3 separate regions of the Mus musculus genome follow, and regions 1 and 3 are each linked to region 2. A link is a contact called in public HiChIP or PLAC-seq and promoter capture Hi-C data. All regions are on one chromosome and are shown on one strand. The core of a region is the stretch at or near the end of the contact, and the rest is flanking DNA. Distances in the headings are between cores, read along the strand shown.

Region 1 (4,845 bases), core at 357-2,856, 620 kb after region 2:
ATTCCTGGAAGGAGGGCTGGGAATGGAATTAGGATGGGAGAGAAGTGGGAGGAGAGAAATAACAAACCAAGACAAAGTTTCTCTGACCATGGCTCAAATTGTAATTTTTCAGCTCTGCATTTCTATAGGCAAAACCACAAAACGGAGCCCCTTTGTTTCAGCTGGGTTTGAGTTGCAAAGGAAGCTCTCAGCAGCTCAGCGGGCGGGCAGTCTCTTTCCGCTTGGGCAGGACGCCTGGCTCCAGCGGTGGCGACTTGTTTAGCCAACTCAAGGCTGGGGGAAGGGCCCACATTCCTACCCTGTAAAAGAGAAAAACACAACCAAACAGCACCACAAACAACAGATTACAGGATTGCCACCCCAGGAGTCTTTGGGTTTGTTTGTTTGTTTTTAGATGACTTTTTTCTTTGGTAAGAATGTTTCATTTGTGTCTATGGCCTTGGAGTTAGAAGAGGACATGGGATCCCCTAAGACTAGAGTTACAGCCGGTTTTGAGTAGTTATGTGGGGGCTGGGAATGGAACCCGGGTTCTCTGGAAGAGCAGCCAGTGCTCTTAACAGGTCACCAAGCCATCTCTGGAACTGTCCTGTAACCACCTTTAAAATGCACATTTTGGTGAGGGGAGACTAGCATAACTCTAGATCTAGGGGTAACAATGACTGTGGCCTCTTAGGACATAGTACTTATGTGCCCACATACACAAATAAAAATAAAAACAGTAACAACAACAACAACAAAATAATCCAGCTCAGAGAGCTGGGGCTGTGTCTCAGTTGCAGAGTGCATGGCCGAAGAGTCCCCATTAGATCCCGTATCACCAGAGTAAGGGTTAACCAGCAGAATCCCTTGGCGGGTTGGGGTTACTAAAGTGTGTCCCAAAGATTACACCATCATACCATCATACAATAGATCTCCCGAAAGGAATTTATTTGGGTGGGAAGAGATGGGCTAGCCCAGACAACAAGAGACAGAGAGACAGGGTGAAAGAGTAGGCCGCGATGGGGGGGGGGGGCTGGCTTTTAAATGGTATGCCCGTGGCATTTGGCAGCTGGTGATCATAAAGCTGCTGGCCCTGAGGCGCTGAAGGCAGGCTGGGCCACAACCAGTACCGGCCACAGAAACCAGCTGTTGGCAGAAGTATCGGACCTGCAGTCTGGGATGGTGTGCCCACCCTGGGGCGTGGTCCCACCTGGTCACAAGTAAGATGCCTCCAGCCCTGACCCCACATCATCTACTCACGCAGCTCCCCTGTCCCAGCCAACAGCAACTTGTTCGCCCTGGGGTCTTACTTCTGTTAAGAGTCCCTACCAAAGGCCTGGGGCAAGGGTCTCTTCCTGATCTCCATAGGAGTCTCTGGTCTCACAATGTTTCTGTGTGGGTTCAGTGGTGACGAGGATTAGTTATGGATACACAGAGGCTGTGACACCTGCCAGCTCTGTGCTACTTCCTTTAAGGGCCTGGCCCCACAGCCACGTGGACCTTTGTCCATAGGGGTGGCGAGGAAGCCACACTGTTCCAGCAACCTGATCTTTAACAGAACAGCATCTGTCAGGACTCCGCGGCTCTCTGCCTGGCCAAGCCGGCACACTTTTTGTTGCCAAAGATGGGTGGTGTCACCGGAAGTCTAAGGGAGTGTGGTTCGGAAATCCCCTTGGAAAACCAGCTCTTGTGCCAGACCTCGCTTGACGTTAGGCTCTGCTGCCCTCTAGTGGCCGCAGGGTGGCATGAACCACGAGGGGTTGGAGACGTCTGCTCAATGGCTTGGGAAGTGGGGGAAGGGAACTGTGGCGGTTGCGCAGATCCAAGTGCTTTGTACCCACGACATCTTAGATTCTGCTGCGTCCCCCAACCCCCGATTTTTTTGCCCTTTGTTAATCAGAACTCAAAAAGCACCTAACCCTTTTACATATCCAGAGCACGAAGCCGGAACTAAGGCTCAAGCATCGGGCTCCTTGTTTGCTGGAATCCCCCAAAATGAACGTAACTGTCATACCATACATGTGTGTAAAATTGGAGAAAGGGGATGATATGAGCTTAATTGGTTAAGTGGTGGCTGGTGTATATCTGTAATCCTGCCACTACAGGGGCACAGACAGGGGATTCCCTGTGAGTTCTATGCCAGCCTGAACTATCCCAGTTTAAAAACAGAACTCTGCTATCTCCCCCACTATGACTCTCCCTTTGTCCCATTCCCACAGGCTAAGGGACTTCTGGATCCTGAGAACTCGAGTTGGCGATACAGTTGGAATGACTTTAATGGACCATTATATTTCCATATATAGGAATTACTGGCCATCTTAGGACAGGAATGCTTTCCAGGAATAATCTGCCTGCCCACCTGGTAACGCCACCCTGAGCCACAGCAGTTGGAAAGTAGGTGGTGGAAGAGAAACAGTGTTTCAAGTATTCAGAGCCAAAAGAGGGTCTGTGAAAAGTTATCCCAGCTATTAGTTATGAGACTGAGAGAGATGCCTCAGTGCTTTACAGTACTAATGGCTCCTCCAAAGGACATGGGTTCAATTCCTGGTCCCCATATGGTGGGCTCCCAATTATCTGTAACTCCAGTTCCAGGGGATCCACTGCCCTCTTCTGACCTCCTCAAGATCTGCATGCAGGTGGCACACAGACATGGAGGCAAATCACCCAGCCACAGTGAGACCTCATCTCAAAAGATTCAAAGAAAAGAGGGCTGTGGGAATGGTGTTGACATCAAGGATTTGAATAGAGAGCACCAGCCCAAATCATCATGGTCAAATTAATTAAAGCAAGCTTACCCCCTGCCCTACCCCCGCCTCCACTCACACAAGAGTTTTTCTCTGTAACAGTCCTGACTGTCTTTGAACTCACTCTGTAGACCAGGCTGGCCTCGAACTCAGAGAGCTGTCTGTCTCTGCCACCGGGGTGCTAGTATTAAAGGTGGGGGCCACCATAGTCCACTGCAAACCTGCAAGCTCTTTTTTTTTTTTTTTAATTCATGTGTATACATGGGTTGCCTCCTCTAAGGTGGAATTCAAGGAGTCAGCCTTGGATGTGAGGGAGATAATGTTTTTATAGCTTAGGGGTAGGGGCTTTCCAAATGGGGGATACGACAGGCAAACAGGCAGGGTTACAGAAGCAGAGCAGAGCATAAGAAATTGGTCTTGGGCTGGTGAGATGGCTCAGTGGGTAAGAGCACCCGACTGCTCTTCCAAAGGTCCAGAGTTCAAATCCCAGCAACCACATGGTGGCTCACAACCATCCATAACGAGATCTGACTCCCTCTTCTGGAATGTCTGAAGACAGCTACAGTGTAACTTACATATAATAAATAAATAAATAAATAAATAAATAAATAAATAAATAAATCTTAAAAAAAAAAAAAGAAATTGGTCTTAACAACTTTTGAAACAAGGACATGGTTGCAAGGTGGTCATAATAACCTTTTGAAACAAAAAAATAGGGTTGTCACATGGTCATAACTTTTTGGAACAAAGGCACAGTTGCTGTTTCCTGGAACAAGCAGTATAGAACCATTTGAAGGAAAGGTTACAAGTGGGGCATAGCCCAATCCTTGAGAAACAGTTTTAGCCATAAATACGATGGAGGCAGGATGGTTCATCAAGGGTGCAGCAGGCAAGAACACTACCTGCTCTTGCAGAGGATCCAGGTTTGATTCTCGGGGTCCATGTGGCACCTTTAACTCCAGTTTTAGGGAATCCAATGGTGTCAGCTACACACAAGGTGACATACATGCCCGCAAAACACTCATACGCATAAACATTAAACAAACAAAACTTAAACTATCAGAAAGGGTTGGGAAACATTCCCTCCTAGAGGCCTAGGAGACAGAGTTGAAATGCTGACGTCACATGCTGAATCCTGAACCATGTAAGGTTCTAAAAGGCTCTCTTTCTTCGGCTAGAAGCAGCCAACAATCACTGGGGGAGGAAACTGACCAGCTGCCAAAAGGAGATCTCTCAGACCTGTCCAATTGTCCATCTGTCCAGTTAAGCAGAGGACTTCAGGGTTCAGGATTTGTCACTGGTGTTTGGATGGGTTCTTATGGAATGCATCTGCTTTGTAGTCACCCCTGCTCCTGTAAGTAACCCCTTGCCATACACTTGTTAAAAACCCCAGTAAAACTATGATTTTCAGTAGTTCATCAAGCTGGACTTTGGTGCAATCAGTACATTGGTCTGTCACGGGTTCTCTGTCTAGGGTAAGTAGAGAGGTGTGTGTGCTTGCTCTTTACCTTGGAGAGGTCTTACACGGCAGAACTCAACAATGCAATAGATAAAATAGCAGCTGACTTTGTGATGAAATTCGTTCTCCCCCCACCCTGCTTGTAGTCCTGGCTGACCTTGAACTTGTGGCAAGCCTTCTGCCCCATCAGTGTGCTTACACTTAACTTTTGTTCTTTCTTTTTAATTCTCATTTCCTTTCATTTGGAGGAACAGTTTTACCCTCTCTCTTTTCAAAAATTACATTTATTGCCACATGTCTTTAGGCCCAGCACTCAGGAGGCAGAGGCAGGTAGATTTCTGAGTTCAAGGACAGCCTGGTCTAGAGAGTTAGTTCCAGGACAGCCAGGGCTACACAGAGAAACCCTGTCTGGAAAAACCAAAAGCAAACAAACAGATTCCCTTTATGAGTGCCACAGGGGACAGCTTTTGAGAGTTGATTCTCCCCTTTTAGCATCTGGGGCCTGGAGACTGAGCTGAGATCGGCAGACTTAGTAGCAAGCGCCTTTACTGCAGAGCCATCTTTCCAACATCATTTTTTTTCTTGAAAGATCTTGCTGCTTAGCCCAGGTTGGCCTGGGGCTAGTGACTGTCCTGCTTCAACCTCCTGAGTGCTGAGATCACA
Region 2 (4,696 bases), core at 943-3,442:
CTTCTTGGTCATGATGTTTGTGCAGGAATAGAAACCCTGACTAAGACACTGACTATATCCCTAAATGAGATTCATTTAGACACATTCTTGCAGGGATACTGGCTCAAACCTGTTCTCCAACAGGCAACAAAATGGATCAGCATGGAATTTTAGTTGGTGTGCACAGAAGTGACCTTATGTTAAATTCTCTTTTATTTCTCTACTTATGTTGTGGTGTGTGTGTGTGTGTGTGTGCGCGCGCGCTTGTGTGATAGATGATAACTTCCAGGGGTTGGGTCTACCTTCCCACCTTGTGGGGCATGGTCTCTCTGGTTTCTGCTGCTATGTTGTGTACTCCAGGCTAGTGGGTCCTGGAACTTCCAGACCATTCTGTCATCTCTGCCTCCCATTTCAACCCAGGAGTGCTGAGATGCACAGCACCAAATCCAGATTGGTTCAGGGATCTAACTTGCATCTTCAGTGTTACACAGCTAGTGTCTTCACCAGTTGAGCCAACTCCTTGGCCCTTGAAAAAGAATTTTTAAAAATTTTTAAAATGTTTGTGGTAATCCTGGCACAGCTTATGCTTTTGAAATTAGCTGCCTTAGACATTTTGGTTCTAATATAATAATTTTACATTCCTAATAGAAAGACAACCAGCCCTTCATAGTCCTTTAAAGACACGTGTGCAAATTCTCTGTTGGACAAAAACACAAAATTGAGAGTTAAGAGCTTTCTGAGGTTGAGTGAGGAAGTCCAGAATGCTTTATAAATTGAGTGGCTTTGGTAAACATAGCGATTTCTAGAAACTGCCTTCTGAGTAAGGGGGCAGGGGTTGATTCCAGTTCTGGGGCTGGCTAAGTTTCACCTGGAGAACTAACTGCTGGAGGTGCTGCAACGCTTTGTTCTCCCGTAGTCAGTTCCAAGAATAAAACAGCCATCTCCCCTCAAGGGCACCTATCTTACGTCTGTGTACTGAACACTGTCCAGCCATTTCCAATGGTTCCTCCACTTGTACTTAATGAATTGTAGTTCTTCTGTGTACAAGTCAAGGTCTTTTAAAAGAAATTATTTTCCTGAGGTATGGCTCAGTGGTAGAGCACTTGCCTAGATTGTGCACAGATCTGGAGTTCCATCCCCAAACGATAAAGGAAGGAAGGAAGGAAGGAAGGAAGGAAGGAAGGAAGGAAGGAACTAAAATTTTAGCTCTATCCTTCTATCCTATAAAATCTCTTTTGTCCAACTAAACATTTAAAAGTTCATCGGAAGAGGCATTTCCCTACCATATATGCTATACTCTTTCTTTACACTTTCCACATCCTCCACTTACATATTAAAATCATATTCATCTTTCAAGGTCATCAACTGAGAAGTTGTTTTCTAACCACAGATTATGGGCAATGTCACTTCTTGCCTTACATCATAGGTAAGAGGCTATGAGCCAAGGGATGATTTTGGTCTAATTAGTGTGTCTAGCCGTCACATAGCCTCCCTGAACTCCTTATTCAGATTAGAAAATATTAATTATTTCAGAACGAAATAATTAATATTCTATCGGATCACTCCTTGTGTACGCAGTGTTTGGAGGCAGAGTTGTTCAATACAGTAAATCAAAAAACAGGATACCCTGTTATATTTCACTTTCAGACAATGGATACTTCGTATATATAAAAATAAGTAAAACAAATATTTTAGACACACTAAAAATCACTCTTTGCAACTCAGATTCAAGCGGGAGTCCTATATTTTAAGTAGCATCTCTTCTAGATGGACAGGGGTTCCCCTAGGCGCCAGGCTTCCTTCCCTCAGGTACTCAGCGTCTGTGTACTCCAGAGAGCAAAACCTGAGCTAGCCCAGCGCTTTCCATCTGTCAGTCGCAGCGGGCGGGAGGTGCAAGACCGGGAAAGACCGAAGCCTGGGTTGAAAATCGTCACCGGAGGTTGGACAAAGAGTCCACACCCGGGAGTAAGCCTCACTGTGGGCTTTCGAGAACCTGCAACCAGTGGGGCCACCTGCTCTAACCGCGGGCCCTACCCTTCATCTCGTGACCGGTCGTTGTGGGCCGGCGGGACAGAACCGCCCTGTTCTTAAAACTCTTGACTCCTATTGGCAGAGCATGCCATTCATCACGTTCGCCTCCGCCCCAATTGCTGACGTCGACCAGGCTACGTCTCGCTCGTGTAGCGGCGTAGTTGGCGATTGGCTGAGACCTTGTCTTGGAGCGGCTAAAGGGGAGGGGCTTGGGGATCGGAACCGTCGGGAGCGCGTCACTCGGTCGAGCTGCAGTGCTCGCTTGAGTCCCGGCGTCCCTTTTCGTGTGGCTCATCTCCGCTTCAGCAACCGTGGCACCATGGCTGTGCTGGTCGTTCTCCTGTTCTTTCTGGTGGCGGGTGAGTAGCTGGGAAGCACTGCGGGAAGCTAGGGGGCGCGGGGACCCTGGGAGGGAGCGGCTGCTGGCGGGGGCCGCAGTGGGGGCGGTCTGGGCTTGGCGGCCCTCTTCGGGGTTCTGGACCTTGATCTGGCTCGGGCGGAGCGGCCTTGTGGTCTCTGGAGACGAGCAGGGCCACCTGGGGGGACTCCGGAGCTGACATCAGCCTTTGGGGGTAAAGGCGCGTAGCCGCTTAGGACCCAGTCCTCCCATTTGTCTGATCACTCCTTCCCTGTTCAAGGCCCTTTGGAGGATGGGTTTGCATTTCTTAATACACCGTTGAACCACAACCCACTACCAAGGAAAGGTTAGCTAACAATTTAGCTGCCGCTTTTTAGCTGCTGTCTTTTTTCCACCTTCATTTCTAATGGTTGTTATTGACAACGGGTGAACCCTTACCTCCCTCATATATACATATCAGGATGTGAAGTTGAGTCATCGTTTTTTAAATAATGATTATTTCTTAAGATGATCGCAATTTCTTAGTATTGATTTCAGTTCCCAATTTGAAGGATTTGGAGAGCAGGGTATGAGTCATGCTTTTAGGATCACATGTCAAATAAATGGTAGCTTTCTTAGTGGAACCTACCTAGGCTCTCTAACATGGAATAAGAAGAATGGAAATGAGCTAATATTTGGCCTGTGGCTTGAGTATCATGTAGTAATGCATTTCGTTTACAGTAATCCTTAGAAGAAAGTATTCCCATTTTGCAGAGTATGAATCAAGCTGGGTATGACAAGGGGAATATGTATCAAAGCTGGGCATGACAAGGGGAATATGTATCAAAGCTGGGTTTGAAGACAGACAGATCAGTTGACTTCCAAGAAGGGGATGGATGCCTTTCCACTCTGTGTGTGTGGCACAGGGAGTGCTGTGTGGCAACGTGGGAGTAGTGGGACAGACGCTGAGCTTGCAGACAATAAGATACAATAAGTCAAGTGAAGCCAGGCATGGCGGTGCATGCTTTTAATCCCAATACTTGGGAGGCAGAAGCAGGTGGATCTCTTGAGTTCGAGGCCAGCCTGGTCTACAGAGTGAGTTCCAGGACAGCCAGGGCTACACAGAGAAACCCTGTCTCAAAAAAAAAAAAATCAACTGGAGAGCACCTTGGGGAGGAATGGGTGTTTTGTGTCAAAGAGATACCTTGTGCCTGTGCTGTGTGAGATGCTGGTCCTACTTTTGGAATGGCAGTTGAAGTGAAAAAGACCTAGTAATGGTTTTGAGCACCAAACCTCTTCTCTGCCCTGGAGGTGCCCAGCCCTCTGTGTTAATAGTTAACATATATTTCAGGCCTCCAAAGTGTTAGGGTCTCCTTCATTGTTGTTGGTTCTGGAAAGGCCATTCTGATTTAATCAAGATACTTTGGGGATTTTTCAAGGTACTTTGGTAACTGCTTGCCACAAAAGCATGAGGGCATGAGTTTAAACCCCAGCACCTGTATAAATAAGCACCCGTGTGTGCTGATAATCTCAGGGCTGGGGAGGTGGAGGTGGGTGGATCCCTACAAGTTCCTTGCTGGCCACTGTAGCCTAATGGGTAAGTTTCACATTCCAATGAGAGACAGGGTGGACAGTTCCTGAGGCAAGACGCTGCAGGTTGACCTCAGATTCCACATGCTTGCACATACATCCATGTGTCCGTGTACACACACACACACATTGGGAGAATTCTTTTGTTTTAATTTGGTTTAAAAGTTAAAAACGAAACCTTTCCATTGACACTGTAGTTCAGCTGGACATCTGTATCCTGCCTGCCATCTTATGAAGACCTAGATGTCCCTGACCTCAGAGAGATCTGCCTGTCTCTACCTTATGAGTACCACTGTGTTCAGCTCTATGACATTTTGAGTCAGGGAGGTCTTGGTTTTTGGTTTGGTTTTTGTCTAAGGTAAAATAATTATTTCTCTCCATGGTCCGGACATGCTAGCCTTGCTAAAGTGGTTTAGTTCATATAACAGTTGTCTGAGCTGCTGGCTCTTGTCAGGTGTCAGTACAGTGTTATTTTCCATGGTGACTAAGCGTGATTTAGTGGAAAACATCTTTAAGAGCTCAGATTTCACTGTTTGCTTTGAAACAGTGTTAGGGAACTAGAAAGAACTAGGGAACCTGGGCTATGACTACCAAGTTCCGAGGCATATTTGAAAAAGTTCAGATTTTAGCCTGGAGAAAAAGGACCAAGAGCTAACACATGGTATTGGTACAGATGCTTGTAAAGGAGGGAGTTGATTTTGGTCTCTGATGTCCTGGAGACAGAAGTAGCCCATATCCCTTTTTTAAGTTGATTGATTT
Region 3 (4,531 bases), core at 4-2,503, 960 kb before region 2:
GGAAGCTTAGCTGGAAGCCGTCCTGGAAGCAACTCCAGCCAAAGGACCTTGGGACTCGACAGGGATGCTGAGTCCCATTTCCCTGAACCTGAGACCAGGCAGGTTCTAGTTGAAGGTCATATGCCTCCTGAGTCCTAAGTCATAACTATCATTGCAGTGCTCCGTTAGAAAGCACGCTAAGTGAGAAAGCTTGTCCAGGGTTAAGTGTAGGAAAGAAAGGTCCTAACTCAAGTAGACATCCAACGCCCCTCACTGTCAGACACACACACACACACACACACACACACACACACACCCTCTGCTCACTTTCAGGTACCCTCTCCCTCAATCTGTTGGGGACAGGTCAGGTAGTCGTGGCTGTTCTAGATGCCTCTCCTTCTCGGCAGATTACTACAACCCTGCCAGGACTCAGTGGTAAAAGTTTGAACGTGTCTGCAGAGCTTAATCAAATGCTAATTCCGTGTGGTGAAAGAATTTGCTGGAATCTGCAAGGGAGCTCCTGGCAGCAAGAAAATGCGTTGATTCACTCCCAAATCTGCTTTGCCCAAGCCGGGTGCGATTTAGAGCGTAAGCTGTATTAAATCACAAAGTGCTGTGTGGATCATACAGCCATCCTTTGTGTCGTTAATGAAGGGAAAAACAGGGCTTTATTCTGAAGCTTTGTGTATAATCAGATGCCATGTTGTAAAGCTCTGGAAAACACACCAGAAATCATAATTGGGAGGAAATAAAAGGGTTAGTCCAAAACAGCGTATGCAAATAAGGAGGAAAAAGAAACTGCCCCCAAGATTTGTGCGTTTCAAGAATCAACTTTTAATTCATGCACAGGGAGATTACAGAAGGGGAGGAGCGGCCTTTAAAATAGTATGAAAAGCTAGTTTAGATGTAAATGAGAGATAATGGGCTTTCACCAGGAAATAAGCAAGGGGGCCAAGTTTGTGCCCAGGGCTGGGGGAGGGGAAGGCAGTTTGGCTTCTGGTTGTCCTCACTGTTGCAAACATACTCAGGGTTTACAGCACGGTAAGGAAGGCAAGGTTTCGTGCCATTGGCTGTGGTTAGCTGCAGTAGGAGGAAGAAAGGTCCAGCTTGCCTGTCGTAGCTCCGGAGGTTCTGGGATCTGGCTGAGTTGGGAAGGGGGTCTCGCGGTTGTTGTTTTAGCACAAAAATAGCCTCTGTGGTGTGATCATCTCAAGGTCGCCTAGGAAAGTGGTTGGGGTTTTGACGCCTGTCGCTGTACGTTCAGCCAGAGGAGAAGGAACGCTGCGCTGAGCCCTCCCCAGCCCTAATTCACTAATGATTTGCTTATTAGTTCGGATCAGGGAGCCGGTTTCTGGAGAGATGTGAATTGCCATTGATTTAATCCTCTTCCCAGCACGCGCTCCCGGCCTAGGGTGAGGCTGGGAGGAGAGAGGGGGGGTTGTCAGCTGGTTCAAGAGCAAGTTGCTGCTTCTCCTGTCTGGCTTTGTCTGTCTCCCCGACCATCTGCTTTCAGGCAGAGAGGAGCCCGTGGGTGGAGGAGCTAAGCCCAAGAGCTCAAAACCCGGACTCTAGACCTGTGTGTCTCCGGGTAACTGACAGCTGAGCTCAGACTTCTACAGCATGTGGGCAAGATATTGTGGTAACGTCTCATTAAACTAGAACGTTGGGGACAGCACAGTTCTCACACTGTCAGTATGTGTCCTCACTTAAGCCACCCACCAGCCTCTCAGGTAGATCGCCTCTACAATTTACAAGGGAAGAAGCTGAGCCTCAATGAAGTTAAGTTAGCCTGCCTAGGGTCACACAGGCAAAACAGTGGAGGGCCAAGGTGTGCAGCTTGTGGCCAGTGTCCTCCTGCTTCACCTAACATGAGCCATCTCATCTGTGTCTCTGTAAACTGCCATCAAGAGATTTCTTTTCCTCTCAGCAGGATCTGATAGCAGAGGCCTGTAATCTCCACTACTCAGGAGGTTGAGGCAGGAGGAGTTCAAGTTCGAGACCTGCCTGGACTATAGAGTGAACCCCTGAATTAAAAGAAATGAGAGGAGGTCTAAGAACAGAGCTCAGGACAGTACAGTGCTTGCTCAGCATAGTCCAGGCCTATGTTCAATTACCCCAAAAGGCAAGCACTTTTAGCCGTTGGGCTAATTTTGTTTGTTTATAGTGCTGAGGCTTGAACCCAGGGCTCTACTATTGAGCTGCTTCCCCAGCTCCTAAGTAGGTCATCTAATGATAATAGAGGGCATGTAATCTCCTACCTACTGCCCATGGGTCAAGGAAGAGAGATCTCTTAGTGAGCGGTGCCGTTTTTTGTTGTTGTTGTTGTTTTGTTTTGTTTTGTTTTGTTTTTCCAAATATGGCAAGGTGCTCAACCCACACCCACACCGAGGAGCCTAATTCATTATATGTCCCAGCTCCATGTCTTTGCCCAGACAGTTCCTTACACTTACCCACCCCCACCCTTCTCCAAACAGCATCCCCTTAGTTTAATCCTCCCGAAAACTGATCATAATTTTGTCCCCACTCAAACCTTCAACTCTTGAAGAGTTCCCCTTCCTAACCAGCATGGGGCTCTTCACGCTCACCTGAGGACCTGTGATTCCATTTCCCATCCTCCCTTCAAGCCTTCCACGTCTTTGCTCTTCCCCTTCTACAGCATCTTTTACATCTGCCAGTTGACTAATGAGTAAAACATGGGCCTTAAGGCCAAATTAATTTGTGGTTTCTTTGAAAATTGCTGGTAGATATCTTTTCAATCCCAGCAAGCCAGGCTTTTCCAGAGTTCATTCCAATCCAGAACACTAGGAGAGGACTAAGGAGAATGAGTTTCCAAACAGTGTCTATGGTAAACTAGTTCTCAAAGTCAGTACTAAAAGAATCCAGTCATTGGTTGCTAGTGTGTGCTCTGGTGCTGCTGTAGGCATCGAAGCCACTGAGATGAATGAGACAGAGGCTCTGCCTTTCTGTACAGAATACCCTTTGTGTGTGTGTGTTGGCGGGGGCAGGTTTGGAGACAGGGTTTCTATGTGTAGCCCTGGCTGTCCTAGAACTCGCTCCATAGACCAGGCTAGCTAGCCTGGAAGTCAGAGATATGCCTGCTTCTGCCTCCCAAGTGCTGGGAGTAAAGGCGTGGACTACCATGCCGGGATAGAGTATCTTTTTTTAACCTCTATTTGTATGTCTGTGTGGTTTGCCTACATGTAGTCCATACACCATGTGGTGCATGCAGTGCCTGTGGCGTCCAGAAGAGGGCAGTGGATCGCTGGAACTGGAGTTGGAGGTGGTTTTGAACCACACTTCCACCCTCATGTGAATACTGGGAATTGGGCCCAGGTCCTCTGTAAGAACAGGTGCTCTTAATCACTGAGCCCCATGCAAAGTATCTTAACTGGACCAAATAGTCATTATGCATTGTCCGCTACCCAGTGCTAAGCTGTCAAGTTTAGTTGTCAAACTTACCTGTCAAGCTGTCAAGCCCTGAGTTTGTTCAGCAGTTTATCTCCACCTCATAGACCAGCAGAAGGAATGCTCAAGCAATAGATTGTGAATACGAATGTGTAGAAAACTTTACCAGGTTACCTCCCTTGGTCCTTACCCCAGTGCTGGAAGCTTAGTGCAATACCTCCATCTTAATGATGGACAAGGCAGGTACTGAGTTTCTGTAAGCTTCCAGACACTATAGGAAACAAGGAGGGGGACGATGATGTCATGGCTGTTTGCCTCCAAATTTATTTACCACACCTCTCCGCTCACAGTGCCCTCTTGAGTTAGTAGGTGATGGGGCAGAAAAAATCCAAAGTGGAAAGGAACAGCTTGAAGACACCTGAAGAGACATGACAACTAAATGCAATATTGATCCCAGGTTGCATTCTGCATTAGGAAATGAGCATTCCATGAGGGAACTATTGGCAAAATGGAAGTTTAGAGTATGGCATTTTTTTTTTATTGGTATAAACTCCCTGCATATAAAATGGTCTTGTGGTTTGGAAGTTCAGGCTGCAATATTTAGATGAGAAATGTCATGATGCCTGGTAAATTCATTCTCATGGCCTGTGTGTGTGTGTGTGTGTGTGTGTGTGTGTGTGTGTGTCCTGCTCCTCCTCTCGCCTCCCTCTCCTTCTCCCTTCCCTTTCTCTTTCTTTTCCTCTCTAACCCTTTCCTTTTTAGAGGTCTCACTCCACCAACCCCCCCCACACACACACACTGAGAGAGACAGAGACAGACACAGAGATAGAGAGAATCAAATTCTTGCCTCAGCCTCTGTAGTATTGCCATTACACCTGACTTAGAGCTTAAAAACAAAACTCTAATGGGTTAGGAAAAAGACAAGCAATTACATGGACAGACAGATGAGCAGCTATTACAAAAATAATAATTCCTAAATCAAGATGTAGGGTACATAGGTGCCCAGTGTGCTATTCTTTCTCTCTTTCTGAAGATTTGACATTTTTCCAAACAAAAAAATTGAAAGAGGAGAGAAAGGCACAGAAATGACCCTGAGATTTCTTCCCACACCCTCAAGGAAGGCTGAAGATCACAAATGCAGACACCT

Evidence for each region. Promoter capture Hi-C pulls out the DNA fragments that hold promoters and counts their contacts. HiChIP or PLAC-seq counts read pairs in DNA pulled down with a chosen protein or histone mark.
Region 1: an H3K27ac HiChIP or PLAC-seq map of epiblast stem cells shows a contact between it and region 2. The contact joins the enhancer-like site here to the promoter of Atp6ap2 in region 2. A contact is called at or near these places in 1 of 39 promoter capture datasets (embryonic stem cells), 1 of 15 datasets of contacts at CTCF or cohesin (embryonic stem cells), 1 of 484 Hi-C or Micro-C datasets (uterus), 8 of 115 datasets of contacts at active chromatin or transcription factors (embryonic stem cells, epiblast stem cells, large pre-B cells and 1 more) and 2 of 9 other capture datasets (adipose tissue and embryonic stem cells).
Region 3: a contact with region 2 is called in a promoter capture Hi-C map of pre-B cells, with 6 times the contacts expected there. The contact joins the enhancer-like site here to the promoter of Atp6ap2 in region 2. A contact is called at or near these places in 3 of 39 promoter capture datasets (the 3T3-L1 cell line, cranial neural crest and pre-B cells), 3 of 115 datasets of contacts at active chromatin or transcription factors (embryonic stem cells, large pre-B cells and trophoblast stem cells) and 1 of 9 other capture datasets (liver).

Annotation. Positions count from the first base shown.
Region 1 is chrX:13,206,510-13,211,354 of GRCm38.p6, forward strand. No RefSeq gene overlaps it. Among named protein-coding and RNA genes, the nearest start is that of 2010308F09Rik, 39 kb to the right of the region's middle. Within about 2 kb of position 1,607, at least 154 of the 459 cell types and tissues checked have an H3K27ac peak or open chromatin away from gene starts, as enhancers often do. A contact at or near this core is called in adipose tissue, embryonic stem cells, epiblast stem cells and 2 more, where this site is marked.
Region 2 is chrX:12,585,567-12,590,262 of GRCm38.p6, forward strand. Atp6ap2 (ATPase, H+ transporting, lysosomal accessory protein 2) reads left to right here and starts at 2,193. Exons shown (of 9, transcript NM_027439.4): 1 at 2,193-2,369. The coding sequence starts at 2,330.
Region 3 is chrX:11,630,793-11,635,323 of GRCm38.p6, forward strand. No RefSeq gene overlaps it. Among named protein-coding and RNA genes, the nearest start is that of Gm34187, 100 kb to the left of the region's middle. Within about 2 kb of position 1,254, at least 39 of the 459 cell types and tissues checked have an H3K27ac peak or open chromatin away from gene starts, as enhancers often do.